Regions from separate parts of the Mus musculus genome. Here all the other regions are linked to region 2. Evidence: chromatin contacts called from public ChIA-PET and promoter capture Hi-C data. All regions are on one chromosome and are shown on one strand. Each heading gives the region's core, a stretch centred on a gene start, on an enhancer-like site or on the middle of the called end of the contact. The rest is flanking DNA. Distances are from core to core; before and after follow the strand shown. Region 1 holds the start of Nab2 (Ngfi-A binding protein 2). Region 2 holds the start of B4galnt1 (beta-1,4-N-acetyl-galactosaminyl transferase 1). Region 3 overlaps R3hdm2 (R3H domain containing 2).

What was found. Promoter capture Hi-C pulls out the DNA fragments that hold promoters and counts their contacts. ChIA-PET counts read pairs in DNA pulled down with a chosen protein or histone mark.
Region 1: a promoter capture Hi-C map of embryonic stem cells shows a contact between it and region 2, with 5 times the contacts expected there. The contact joins the promoter of Nab2 here to the promoter of B4galnt1 in region 2. A contact is called at or near these places in 10 of 39 promoter capture datasets (the C10 cell line, cranial neural crest, embryonic stem cells and 4 more), 7 of 484 Hi-C or Micro-C datasets (CD8 T cells, embryonic stem cells and stem cell-derived epiblast-like cells), 4 of 115 datasets of contacts at active chromatin or transcription factors (effector CD8 T cells, embryonic stem cells, memory CD8 T cells and 1 more) and 2 of 9 other capture datasets (adipose tissue and liver).
Region 3: an RNA polymerase II ChIA-PET map of memory CD8 T cells shows a contact between it and region 2, with 30 read pairs. The contact joins the enhancer-like site here to the promoter of B4galnt1 in region 2. A contact is called at or near these places in 1 of 484 Hi-C or Micro-C datasets (embryonic stem cells), 2 of 115 datasets of contacts at active chromatin or transcription factors (bone marrow-derived macrophages and memory CD8 T cells) and 1 of 9 other capture datasets (pancreatic islet).

What each region holds. Positions count from the first base shown.
Region 1 is chr10:127,665,245-127,669,718 of GRCm38.p6, forward strand. Nab2 (Ngfi-A binding protein 2) reads right to left here and starts at 1,459. Exons shown (of 7, transcript NM_008668.2): 1 at 1,132-1,459. The coding sequence starts at 1,214. It overlaps 1700012D01Rik (RIKEN cDNA 1700012D01 gene), which reads left to right and starts at 1,879. Exons shown (of 2, transcript NR_045171.1): 1 at 1,879-2,139; 2 at 3,174-3,607.
Region 2 is chr10:127,163,363-127,167,661 of GRCm38.p6, forward strand. B4galnt1 (beta-1,4-N-acetyl-galactosaminyl transferase 1) reads left to right here and starts at 1,794. Exons shown (of 11, transcript NM_008080.5): 1 at 1,794-2,157; 2 at 2,642-2,860; 3 at 3,356-3,520; 4 at 3,637-3,743; 5 at 4,140-4,180. The coding sequence starts at 2,643. It overlaps Gm51819 (a long non-coding RNA gene), which reads left to right. Exons shown (of 3, transcript XR_003949045.1): 3 at 303-321.
Region 3 is chr10:127,468,071-127,473,016 of GRCm38.p6, forward strand. R3hdm2 (R3H domain containing 2) reads left to right here. Exons shown (of 26, transcript NM_001168292.1): 14 at 3,698-3,930. Among named protein-coding and RNA genes, the nearest start is that of Stac3, 31 kb to the right of the region's middle. Within about 2 kb of position 3,386, at least 58 of the 459 cell types and tissues checked have an H3K27ac peak or open chromatin away from gene starts, as enhancers often do. A contact at or near this core is called in bone marrow-derived macrophages and memory CD8 T cells, where this site is marked.

The DNA.
Region 1 (4,474 bases), core at 209-2,708, 500 kb after region 2:
GGAGCACAGAAGGCCGGTTGCCCGACCTAAGCTATCAGGAAAAACGCTTACCTCGTCTTTTACTTTGATCTTTCTGGTCTGGGCAGCACCATCTTGAGCCCTGAGACTTTTCATAACTTCCCTGAAATGGCTGGACCCACTTCCCTCCCAACTAAGTCCTTACCTCTTCCCCCTAAATACTCAGCAGCCTCAACATTACTTAATGTAACATCCCATATTAAAGTTAACTTAGAATACTAAGAGCTATTGCTGGCAGCTGTACTCCTTGGCCAGGTAGCTGAGAGGGAGGGGTGTGGCCTCTTCCTTGGCATTTAGGGAACCTGGTAGACCCTTGCTCCTGTTCTTCGCTTCCAAGGATTAAAGCACCCTTCCTAGACTCTGTCCCAACTTTCCAAAGGCTGCCCAGTTCCCTTCAGTTACCCCCTCTCCTTTGATTGATCCTTCCTACTATTCAGCAGGCCCCTCTCTTCTGGGAAAGGGGGAGGGAAGCCTTGATTGTTCTGCTCTGGGGCCCTTCTTCCCACACACTCCCACAGTAGCAGCGTCTGTGGGCGAAAACCGCCTGGGGGCTCCCGCCTACTCTCCTCTCGCTTGTTTTCCACCCTTATCTTCGACAAGGGAGTGCGGGAGAGGTTGAAGGTCTCTTGAGGAAGGGGCTGCACCCCTCCTCACCCTGTGAATGGTCATTTCACGGACAAGGGAGGCCTGAAGCACACCCCCTTCAGGCCCGCAGATGCTTAACTCAAAGGAACCACCTTCTCCCGGATGCCTGCTAATGACACACTGAGACAGCTAAGAGCCGCCACCCCTCACACTGTTGACAGATCAAGCTCTGGAGCTTCCCCTGGCTGGGGGGACATTCTTTGCAGGGGGCTCATGTGCCAGGTTATGCCCACTGAGTAAACCTGGAGTGGAAAACGAGGCAGTACTCTATCGTATCCAGGTTCATCGGGTCTTTGTTTGCTTCCAGGATCCCCTATTTCGAATACTCACCCCCTTTTCCATCAGTCTCCACCTCCCACCTCCGTCCCGCTTCCCCACGTCCTCTTTTCGACCTCCACCCTTTAGACCCCATTCCGGAGTCCAACTCCACCCATCTCCACTCCCTGCCACCTCCTTTTGCCCACTAACTTGAATCTGGGTTGCGGGGTCCGGCGTGTGTTATCCCCTCTGCCAGGTGGCTGTTCCGCTGTGGGAGAGGGAGCTCTGTGCATGGACGGCCAGAGATCACCAGTGCCTCCCCTCTCGGTGCCCGGCGCCTGCTGCGCGCTGCTCTTTGCCTGGCGCGCGCGGCCCGGGTCCACCGCTGTCCAGGCTCCGTCCCTCCCTCCACGTCTTCTCTCTCGGAGCCTCCGCGCCTCTGTCTGTGCCTCTGCCCCCACCTCCCCGGCTGCGCTTGCCGCCTCTCCGCGCCTCCTCCCCCGCAGGACGCACAGGGAGCGAGGCCCGGCGCTGCGCTGGCTGCCGGGCTGGCGGGAGGAGGGCGTGGGCAGAACCGGGGGCTGGGACCGGAGGCGGTGGGTGGGAGCCCAGGCCTGAGCCTTGGAGAGGCTGCTGTGGAGACTGAGAGGAGGAGACTTGGGGGAAGGGGGGGGGGGGGAGGTGTGGAGGCGGAGCGGGGACTCAGGAATCGGGCGCTGAGTTGGGGACCGAGGTGACCGAGGCCGAGCTGTGGAAGGGGGAGCTTGGGGACCCAACGGGCGGGGCAGGTCGCTCCTTGCCGCCCACGCCGGATGCACAGCCGGCCCTCTCTGCGCCCACGTACCCACGTGAGCGCCCCGCCGGCTACATTCCTACTCCCTGCACCACTCCTACTCCTGTGAGCCGAGAGCGCAGTTTCACAACCACGCACAAGTATACAAAGACACGCGCACGTACGTGCACACGCGTCCAAACAACGACGCGGACGCCCGTTGGCCGCACTCTGGCCGCGCCGAGCCGTTAGTTTGAATGTTAGAAGTGATGGGGGAAAAGTTAGCGAAGGGTCGGGGTGTGCTGTTCCTCCTGCTCGGCTCCCCTAGGATGTATCCTTAGGGTAAACCTGTTAGCGCGGGGCTGCGCAGGAATCCCTTCGGTATCTTAACACCGTTCTCTGGCCTAAAGGTTGTAATATGAAGAGGCGGCTCTCAAACCTTGGTCGTAAGTTATACTAGAATCTACTATTTACTTGAGCGTTGGTTAGGCACGTCGGGGTTGCTAGGTAGAGCCCGGATGGGTTTACCATGTTTTCGTGGCACCCTCTTTTCTGATGGCCAGGCCTTACTGCTTGGACGACTAGATAGCAAAGCCAGGAAAAGGCAGGTACCTTCTCTGAGGTCATGAGTTATTGAACCTCTCTGGACAGTGAAGTGGAAGCTGAGCAAAAGGCTAAGAGTAGTCTACGTGACTGTCCACCGTGGAGGACCGCCTTCAAGGAGCCCAACCCCCTCGGTTTCTTCTAGTCCCATCTGGTTCCCATTACACGCCCACGGCTAGGAGGGTTGGGGGGGGGGTATTGGGCACGCGGGGGTTGTGTAGGCCTTTGGGGAAAGGGAGGGTGGGGGTGGAAAGCGTGGCCGACTGGCCAGAGGAAACGTCCCTCTAGTTTGAAACCTCGGCTCCGCCCCTCTGCTCAGCACTTGTGAGTGGCTTGCCCCAGCAGGGCGTGGGTGGTGTGGGTCGGGGCGGGTTCTACATTCCAGATTCATTCCAGACTGACGAGGAGGGGGATCTCTTGGTTTCCCGAAGAGGGATGGGTACTTTAGGAGGAACGATTTCAATAGCTCAGGTTTTTGTCTTCCAAACATACTAGGGATTGTAGGAAGGTGCAGGGTCCTTCTCCCGACCCTTTGCTACTAAGGAGGGCGCGACTAGACGGCCTTTCCTTCAATGTGTGCGGCGCCCCTCCCCCACTCCCCCGTCCGGTTATTTTGGAGTCTGGGCTGCCAGCCGCTGGCCCCGGGTTTCCTCGTGCCCCCGCCCTCCCCCCTGCCCACGCTCCCCGTGACGCACATCCTTCGCCCACACTGCCTTTGCTCCGGGCGCCCCCCTCCCTCCCACAGGTCCCTTTAGGGTGGCGCTAAGTCCTGGGGTCTGGAGAGAGGGAGGGCAGCTAGTGCCGCGGTAGGGGGTGGGGAAGCTTGGGGCGTGAAGCCGGGGAGCCGGAACTTACTGTGTGCCTGGTCCTGGTCCAGGAAAGAAGACGATGGAGAGACGCCGAATCTGAGGCCTTGGCTCCCGTGTTTGGGACCAGGAGGGAAGGAGAGAAGATAGATTTCGCTGAGACACTTGCCCGGGTCCCTTTGTGGGTCAGAATGGGTCCCGATGAGAACCTGAGTGTGAGAGTGAAACTACGGAGTATCATTTGTAGCTTTGTTCCTCAAGACTTGCCATGAGATTTAAGTAGAGCGCCTGTGTGGAAATTGTTAATTGTAGCTAGTCAGATCGAAGACTATTGACAGCATTTTGAGTTTATGTGTTTGTTTCTTTATATCTACTGTGTATCTGTGTCTGTGGATTGTATCCGAGTCCTTGTGTGTGTATTTTAAAATACATACATTAGGGGAAAAAAAATACAAAAAAGCAGCATTGACTTGTCAGGCCCCAGCAGAGGCCCAGAGCGCCCCCGCAGCCCGCAGCCAGAGCAGCTGAGAAGTCTGTTCTTCGCTTTCCTCCCACGGCTACCACCCCCACACACCCGCCTACTCTCTTCCGTTGAGAACAAGGAATTTCCAGCCTTTGGCAAAGGGTGTGTGTGTGTGTGTGTGTGTGTGTGTGTGTGTGTGTGTGTGTGTGTTTTCGCACAGACAGGTGTGTGTTGGGGGTTGACAAAAGGGGAGTGGGAACATTTTTTTTTTAATTTCATTTTCTGTCAGGCTCCATTTTTCCCAGTGCCCGAATTTACCTTCCTCTCCTGCTCTCCCCCTTGCGCCCCCCCCTAACCTCAAAGGTAGAACACAGCCAAGTGATGTCATTTAACCAAAGTTTAAGATTCCCTTTATTGTCCACGTCTGTTCTAGGAAGGGAAACGGTATCTCCAGTTGTAGTTAAGGAAAAGGGTGGCGGAGACTGAAGAGAGGGGAGAAAGTGGGTGGGCGAGGAGCGAGCATACTGCCTGCCAGGACTGTCTTCCCAGGCACGTGGAGAATTTCATCTAGCAGATTGCTCTGCTCACTCCCCACCCCCCACGCTGTCAAAAAGAGACTCACTCAGCAAGGCTTGGCTGGACCTCACCTTTCTCAGACTGTGTTCCCTTCTGGACCCCCACCCCCACCTCCCTGTCAGAATTAATTCCTCCTACTCTTTATGGGTGATGCTGTTTTCTATGTCTTTTAAATAACACTTTTTAATGTATATGTGTTCTTGGGTGTGTGTGCAGGACTGCGGGTGCCCACGAACCTGTGCATGGGTGCTAGGAACTAAACCTAGGTCCTCTGCAGGAGCGATGGGTGCTCTTAACCTCTGGGCCATCTCTTCAGCCTACCCCACCGCTTAA
Region 2 (4,299 bases), core at 544-3,043:
ACAATATATGAAAAATCTCAAAATACCATTCTCTCAATGAGGTTAATCTTCAACACTTGTGCGTGTGTCTGCATGTGTGTGCTGTGTGTGTGAGAGAGAGAGAGAGAGAAGAGAGAGAGAGGGGGAGAGAGAGAGAGAGAGAGAGCCTGAGGAGACCAGAAGAGGGCACAAAGTCTCCTAGTGCGCAGTTATGAGCCACTCAACATGGGTGCTTCGAATCAAACTTGGGTCCTCTAGAAGAGGGAGAAAAGCTCTTAACCACTAAGCCATATCCCCCAACCCAACTGTTGGCTTTCTGACAGGGTCTCACTTACTTAGACCAGACCAAACCTGCTAACTCCTCAGCTCCTGACTCCACGGTGTTAAGAAAGGCATGCGCCACGTCGGTTTTGATTCTACCAGTCAAGAATAAGATGACTGCCACAATTTTTGAACAAAATTTGAAGCAAGCTTTAATACTAGCCAGGATGATGGACTCTGGCCAGTCCACTCCAGGGTTCCTAGAAAATGGCCACCAGCTACAATGGCCAGGTGATTATAAAGGGCTAACTCACAGGCTATGCCTTGGTCAGATGGAAGCAAGCATACATCCTGACATACTTCCTCCTACCTACCTCTCAACTCCCTGTGATCCCCTAGAAAAGTGAACGCATGTGGCTTGCTATCTGATACGGGTAACAGCTTCCAGAGAATCGTGGCGTATCTGTCCTCGGGCAGGGAGTTGACCGGTTACAAAGATCATTTTGATTCACGGAGTTCTTGGGCACAGTAATAAAAACCTAACTTTGCATTCTACACCCGATGTCTATCAAGTGTTTTGTAAATAAATTTATTCCTATTTACAATAATATTCTATCTACATGTGGGTCTGTGAAGGGGTATCCAGACGCCCGGGAACTGGAATTATTGTTGTAAGCTGCCATGTGGGTGCTGGGAATTGAACCCAGGTCCTTTGGAAGACCAGCCAGTGCTCTTAACTGCTGAGCCATCTCTCCAGTAAGTGTTTTATATAGACAGGTTTACTAATATTTCCCTTCGCCTCTTGCTTAGGGGATCTCTTCCGACTGTAAAGGAAAAAAAGCCCTTGATTTATTTTAAAGGTTTTGTAATTCTACTTTTAGCATTTGATCTGAAACTTCTGGTTTAAGGGTGGGTTTTCCCTCTTCTCCCCAACACACACACACAGTTCATTCAATATTGCTTATCTACAGCCCCAACCCCCAGACACATTTTTCATTATGTTTTACCTATTTTTCTATTCAATTTTGATCCTTCTGAGAACCACAGGACTTTGTTTCTGGTCAGTGTCGGGAATCAAGCCACCTATGGCCTACTTCACTGTCCATCTGGCCACTTTCTGCGGTTCCTCTTCAAGTCTGTACCAAGAAGCAGTTAGGGGAAGTAGGCCGGCCATTGAGTAACGGCTTGCCTCGGTTGATGGCTGGAATTCGGAGCCAAGAGGTCAGAGAGAGGCCGCTGTCTTTGTTGCTCGTGAGGCAGTGTTCACCTCCAGGGCTGGCTGGTTTTATTTATTTCATCTTCCCCATCCAAGTGTTCCTTGAAATGAGGTTAGACCGCATACTGAACCCAATCGCCCTTCCTGGGGCTACACTGTGAACGAGTGGGGAAATGGCGGGGACCGGGAACTGGCATCTTAGACACCGCGGTTTGGGGACGAAGGGATGTGAAAAGGGGGGACCTTCCCGGGAGGGCTCATCGCCTAAGCAATCTTCTCCGCGTCCGCCAGACGGCGCCGCGGAGCTCGCCATCCCCGCTCAGAGCCCGAGCCTGTGCCGCAGCCAGCCCGGGAGCGGCGCTGCGCTGCGGTGTGAGAGCCGGGCGGAGGCCTGAGCCCTCGGCTGCCTGGGAGCGCGACGCGGTGCCAGGGCTTCCCCGCTTTGTCGCTGGGGCTGGGGCGCGGCGGATTTACGATCCAGTTCACCCCGGCAGGAAACGTTCAGAACCACCCCCGCGCTGCGGTCTACAAAGCCCCGGAGTCCGCAGGCGGGAGGAGTCGGATCCCCGACACTGTCGGGCTCCCTCCCGCCCAGCTCCCGCATCAGGCCGTCGCCGGCCTCATGAGGACCCCCCGGCCGGGGCGGAGAACCGGGCACTGCCCGGACCGCGATCCTGCCGCGGCCTTAGAACGTTAGACAGGTCAGTGCGCTGGCACGCCCGGCGGCCGAGGTGTGGGCAGGAGCGGCGTCCTCCTGGCCTCGCGCATCGTGCCCGTGGCTCAACGAGGCCACCCGAGGGTCACCGAGGCCGGGCACCCGCGAGCGCGGGCGCGACACCGTGCCTTCCCTGACCCGCCAGGTGCAGTACAGCCGCCCCTCCGCAGCACCCTGGCCCGGCTGCTGCCCGTGGGGTGGGGGTGGGGTCCCCGAGGGCTGCGCACCCAAGATACTGCATGTCACCACGGCAAGCCTTGGGTGTATGCGGAAGCCCAGAGGCGAGAGAGAGGCGGAAGAAAGGAGGCCGGGAGACCTTTGGCGTGAGCATGAGGGAAGGGGTGCGCGCCGTGCGGAGCGGAGATGGCTGGCCTTGGGTACCTGCGCGAGCCTCGGAGGCGGCGGGGTCCAGAGTCCCGGCCCTCACGTTCTCTGAGAGCCTGGTCACCTCTCACCCTCCCCCATATCAGGATGCGGCTAGACCGCCGGGCCCTCTATGCGCTAGTCTTGCTGCTCGCCTGCGCCTCGCTGGGTCTCCTGTACTCCAGCACCCGAAACGCGCCAAGTCTCCCGAACCCTCTGGCATTGTGGTCGCCCCCACAAGGTCCCCCGAGACTCGATCTGCTAGACCTTGCCCCTGAGCCTCGCTACGCACACATCCCGGTCAGGATCAAGGAGCAAGTGGTGGGGTGAGTGCGGACCGCGGCGTGGCGGCGGCGACAGCGCAGAACATGCTGGAGGGGGTGGCCGGGGAGCTTTTGTTTCCTCCAGTGCTAGACTCGGACGCTGCTTACTGCTGACTGGTTGGGTGCAGTTATCAGGGAGGTGGAGAGGGCTACCGAAGCTTGAACTGGGGGGGAGACAGGGGCGCGGCAAATCTATCCTCCTCAACCTTGTCGCCGCCACTGGAGTGTGGGAGGATGTACAGGCAAAAGAGCACCCGGAGACTGCCTGCTGTCTTGATTTAGACTTGAGATTCCAGAAGGGTTCCTGGATGGCGGCTACGTAGACATCCTAGTAATTGGCCCTAGTTCGCACCTCTGTAACGCACAGATTTAAGGGATAAGCTGTCTCTCACCTGTGGGCAGAGTTGAGGGATCAAAGTGTGCAGCGCTGTGCGTTTTGTGAGATAAATGGAGCTTAGGTACCTACCTGGACTCTGAAGCCGCTTCTCCTCCCTTTAGGCTGCTGGCTCAGAACAACTGCAGTTGTGAATCCAAGGGAGGAAGCCTTCCCTTGCCCTTTCTGAGACAGGTTCGGGCGGTTGACCTCACTAAAGCCTTTGACGCTGAGGAGCTGAGGGCTGTTTCTGTCGCCAGGGAGCAGGAATACCAGGCCTTCCTTGCAAGGTACCAGTGAGAGAGGAGGATCCAGCTCTTCCCAGGGAGGCCAGTGGTGTCGTAGTGACCCCGTTGGAAGAAAGAGCTCCTCTCCTACTGACTCCTTTATCACCTCTACACTACAGGAGCCGGTCCCTGGCTGACCAGCTGCTGATAGCTCCCGCCAACTCCCCCTTACAGTACCCCCTGCAGGGTGTGGAGGTTCAGCCCCTCAGGAGCATCCTGGTGCCAGGTAAAGAAGGAAGGTCTCAGGGGTTAAGTCAGGTCGTGAGGGTGGCGGAGCTACAGGCTAGCAGGTGGAGATCTCTGACAAAGAGATATGGAGGCAGAGGGACTCTAAGGTCGTCAGGTATTGCAGGAATACCTGGGAGGCTTATGAGTAAATATCCCTTCTTTGATAGCTAGCTAGTCAGGACAAGCCACGGAAGAAATGCCTTTTTTTTTTTTTTGATGGGAAGGAGTTAAGAAGCAGTCACTTGAGTTCTGTGGGTTGTGCACAGTCCTGCTGAGGCCTCCACGGGAGAGTCAGACATAAAGTTCTGTATGGCACGTGGTGGCAGGGGGAGAGAAAATGAGGAAGAATTCAAGACTGTCTGTGAAATTCTGGCTTCCTCATTCTACCTCCCAGGGCTAAGTCTGCAGGAAGCTTCTGTCCAGGAGATATACCAGGTGAGAGAAACCGGTAAAGAGGTGGGCTTGGAGAATGAAGAATTCTTGATGGGTTACAGAGCCCCACTCCACACCCACACCCACACCCAGGCATGCAGGGTTGAAAAGGCAAGAGGCGG
Region 3 (4,946 bases), core at 2,136-4,635, 310 kb after region 2:
AGGACGGGGAGGCAGGGTGGTCAGAAGGTCAGGGTCATCCTTGGCTGCCTAGGTGGTTTGAGGCAAGCTTGAGCTGCATAACCCCCTGTCTCAAAGAAGAAGAAATGTAATTTAAAATGCAGATCCTGGACTGACTGCTTACCCTGTTTTGGATCATAGTCCAGAATATTACTAGTAAAACACCATACATTTCTGTCTATTTTATGTTTTTGAAAATACATAATACACCAAATTTTATCATCTACACTGGCAATAACTAGCAACTCCCCAGTTTTTTGGAAGTCTTAGTCCATTGATAAATAGGCCACCATTATCAAATGCTGCCCCTTCTATAACTCCACCATTTCTCAGACCCAACAAACTGGACTTCTTCCTATAAAAAAGTAAATTAAATCTACTTTAAAACTAAATCAGAGAAGCTCAGTTGGTAGTATGAACCTACATGTTGGTTCCTAAGATGTATGTATGAAGCCCTGGATTTGATCCTCATGCTACATGAGCTGGGTCTAGTGCCACACATAGCTGAATCCCAGCTCTAAGGAAGCAGGCAGGAGAATCCTTGGCACATAGCAGGCTTGGGGCCTGACTGGACTACATACCACCCGTCTTGAAACAGCGACAGAGATCGGGGCTGTGTTGGCCTAAATTAGCTCTGGTTCTATAACACATGGAGTGTGAGTGTGTTCTTTATCCTTATCCCATCTCTAACATACACCCAGCCCAGTCACTCCTCACAAGGGAATTTTAGTGGTTCTCCCAGGTTGCCATATATTTAGTGATATGATTATTTATAGAGAAGGAAACCGATCTGTTTTCTCTCTAGCTTCTCTATCAAGAGAATAATGTATTAAACCATCAGACAATCCACGTTTGAGTGTTTGGTGTAGGAACTGCTGTGGGAACTGGATAGGTCCAGAAGCTACTTCCTAAGGCACGTAGTTTAAAGATGCCTCATTATCCACCTGCCGCAGGTACCAAGAGAAAGTAAAGGACAAGTTATCCTGATAAATGCAGTCTTTTAGTTGAGAAGAGCAATAGAGTCCATGCTCTAGTGTCTAATGAGCAGCTTCATCCATTGGCACTGCCAGTGACCTACACACACATTGTTGAGATAGCTACTGGCTCTTGCTTCAATCCTGCTTCTATTTTGAACAGTCTCTGATTTATGTTTGCTTCCTTTTTTGCTCTTGGCATCCCGAGAATAAAGATGAAGCTTTAGAGAAAACAAGACTATGGTACAGTCCCTTATTCTAGCTCCATATAGAGAAGCATGAGACTCTGTATACTTGGGGTAGCAAAGAAGAATTGGTATATTGCTAATCAGTCGTGCCAGCATGTTGTTAGATCTCCATGGCATGGTTAATAGAAACCAGAAATGTGACCGCCAGCCACTTGTGGCACTCATCTGCAGTCCCAGCTCTTGGGAGGCAGAGGCAGGCGGTCTACAGAGTGAGTTCCAGGGCAGCCAAGGCAGGATGGTGGGATCCTGTCTGGTGGAAGAGACGGGGCAGGCAGGAAACAAGCTAGCTCACTCTCAAAATAACTGTGCAAAGGGCCTTTGGAGCTAAAGCGACTGGGATAGCATTTTCTATTTGGTTTTGGTGGGATAATGATGAAAAGAAGGAAATCAAAACTACTATGATTTACTCACCAGTATATATACCAAAATCTTGGTGATTGTTGTCATGTGATTCCCCCTGTAGTAGTTGCTGGGATGAAACTAAAATGAAGGAAATTGCTGAGCCTTGCATGCTTTTAGTAAGAAGCAGTAAGTGCTCTGGAGAGGGGCTAAGGGGATGGTTCCGTCTGTACAGTGACTGTGCAGTCATGGAGATCTGACTGTAGAACCCCACACCTTTGCAAGAACTGGCCATGACAACACACCTGTAGCCCGTCCTAGGAGTGGGCTGGAGACAGGCAGAGCGGCCATGGGGCTTATTGGCCAGCAGTCTAATGGAGTGCATTAGTTATCCAGGTTTGCTGAGAGCCATTGTCTCAGAAAATGAGGCAGAAGGTGGGGAGATGATCAGTGAGGAAAGACATCAGCCACCAAGCCTGAGAGCCCGATCCCAGGATTCACATGGTAGGAGAGAGGCACCCACACCTCAAGGTGTCCTCTGACCTACACACACACGGATACATGGACACACGGACACACGGACACAAAATAATTGAGTAAAATGTAATGAAAACATTTCAAAAATACTAGAACCTGATCAAGAAAACTACACATGTACTGCACACATGTTCATACATACCCACATGCATGCACACATACACACACACATGTACACACAAACACAAAACTCTATACAACTCACAAGAACAACAAAGAAAAATCAAAATTTGATTCCCAGCATCCGCACGTGTTGGCTCACAGCTGCCTACTCCAGGAGATCCTCTCTTGTTGGCCTTGGACGTCTGTACACGCACAGACAGGAGCACAGATACACAAAAATGAATCTTTAGGGGCTGGAGAGATGATTCAGCACTTAGGAGCACTGGTTGCTCTAGTAGAGGACCTGAATTCAGTTCCCAGCACCCCGATGGCTGCATATGACCATCCTTAGCTACAGTTCCAGGGGATCTGATGCCCTCTTTGGGCTTTGTGGACACCAGGCTCATATGTTGTATACATACATTTATACAACCAAAACATTTTATACACACTTAAGTACGTATCTTTTTAAAGGCAAGATAAAAGTTTTCAGGTCGACAATGAGGCATACTGCCATTTCTAATCACAGGCAATCTTTTTTTGAGATAGGGTTTCTGTTTATAGCCCTGGCTGTCCTGGAACTTTCTCTATAGACCAAGTTATCCTCAAACTCAGAGAGCCACCTGCCTTGACCTCCTGGGTGCTGGGGTTAAAGGCATACACAACCAATACCCAGTGCAGACAATGCTTTTAATGTTGGGATAAGCCTGCATTCTACAACAAACGAGCAGAAGAACCCCTTTCTCAGTAGCTCTGTGCCTTACTCAAGGCAGTAAGGCCGTAAGTTAAGTGCGGTCAAGCCCCTGTCCCTTTCTACCAAGTCCCAAGCATATTTGATCTTCCTGACATCAGTCCTTAGCAACTGTGGCATCTGTTGTTCTCAGAAACCAAGATAAAATTTCCACAAAACAATTTGGACAGTCAGACTGCTCACTGTAATCTTCCGACCCCTGGAAAGATACCACAAGTAGTTCCTCTGCTGGCTTAGATGCATGCTGTTTGGAAGGTCTGTGGGATTTATCCATGTCACTGGCTACTCCCACTTTCTACCAACAGTTAACTTCTAGGAGTCCTCTCATTTTAAGAAGTCCCAGAAGTTGCTGCCACCCTTCTGTTCCCCCCCACCCCCATTTCCTGCATGTGTGAGGTCCCTGCGGGGTGTGGAAAAGAAACCACAGTCAGTCTTAGTACTGTGTATGTCGCTTCCCATTTGCCTCGGGTCACTGTGTTGAAGTAGCTGCCAGTGCGCTGTCTCTCAGATTTGCCTCTGTGCTCTTTGTTACTGCACTGGACCTTGTTCTGTCGCTCCCATCAGATCTTAGTTGGCCAACCAGCAAACATGAAGTCAGTGTTCACACCCCTTCCCCTCTTCTTTAATAGCAAGAGAATAAAAAAGGAACTCTCTCTCTCTCTCTCTTGGCCCTTCTGCTGAATTGGGGGGCTGGGGGGGAGGTCCTCTGACCACTGTGGTTTCTGCAGGGGAAACCGGGAAGGGCTGAGCCGTACCTCAAGCAGCCGACAGAGCAGCACAGACAGCGAGCTCAAGTCCCTGGAGCCACGGCCTTGGAGCAGCACAGACTCAGATGGCTCTGTCCGCAGCATGCGACCTCCTGTCACCAAAGCCAGCAGCTTCAGTGGAATCTCCATCCTCACCCGAGGCGACAGCATTGGCAGCAGTAAAGGCGGCAGTGCAGGCAGGCTCTCCAGGCCAGGTACCACAGCGGCTCACCTTTCATGTCACACCCTCCCTTCTTGCTTGTCTTTTGCAAAGTATCTAGTAACAACTGTAGGTGAAACATCTGGTGCACTGTAGTCACTTGGAAACTTAGCAGCATTACCAGAAGACAGGAAATCTGACTTCCTGGATCCCATTTTTTTTTAAATCTGTCCATCTGTCTGTCTGTTAGGTTTTTGTGGGTTGGTTGTTTGTTTGAGACAGGGTTTCTCTATGAAGCCCTGCCTATCCTGGAACTCACTCTGTAAACCTGTTGTCCTGAGTGCTGGGGTTAGAGGCATAAGCCACCATGCTTGATGCCATTACTCATTCTTTTTTCTTTTTCTTTCTTCTTTCTTTTTTTTTTTTTTTTTTTTTTTAATGTATATGAGTACACCATTACTCTCTTCAGACACACCAGAAGAGGGCATCAGATCCCATTACAGATGGTTGTGAGCCACCATGTGGTTGCTGGGAATTGAATTCAGGATCTCTAGAAGAGCAGCTGGTGCTCTTAACCACCTAACCATTTCTCCAGCCCGCCATTACTCATTCTTAAATCTAGTTGCTTCTTTGATTTTTTTCTTTCAGACTTTGGAGGTTTTTTGTTTGTTTGTTTGTTTGGTTTGTTTTGTTTTTTGTTTTGGGGGGTTTTTGGAAGGAAAAAAGGAAGGAAGGAAGGTTAGTTGGAGTTTAGTTATTTTGTGTATTTTCTGACATAGATTTTAGCCCAGAGCAAGGTTACATGGTAAGATGTACTTTGATTCTGTGCCCCATGGAAAGAGAAAGTGTAACAGTTTATAACCAATCAGCAGTAGCTAGCATGCCAGAACTTACTGGACACATCCTGCTACCCCTGCTTTTTTGGAATGTAGTCGCTAGGAAGAAGTGGAGCTTCAGGGTGAGAATGACAGCCTGTCGCCACCGCTCAGTGCGCCGGGTTGCCCTCTGTGCCTGCTGTGGTCTTACCATGTGACTTCGGCAACCTCGACATCATTGCCCCTGAAAGAAAGT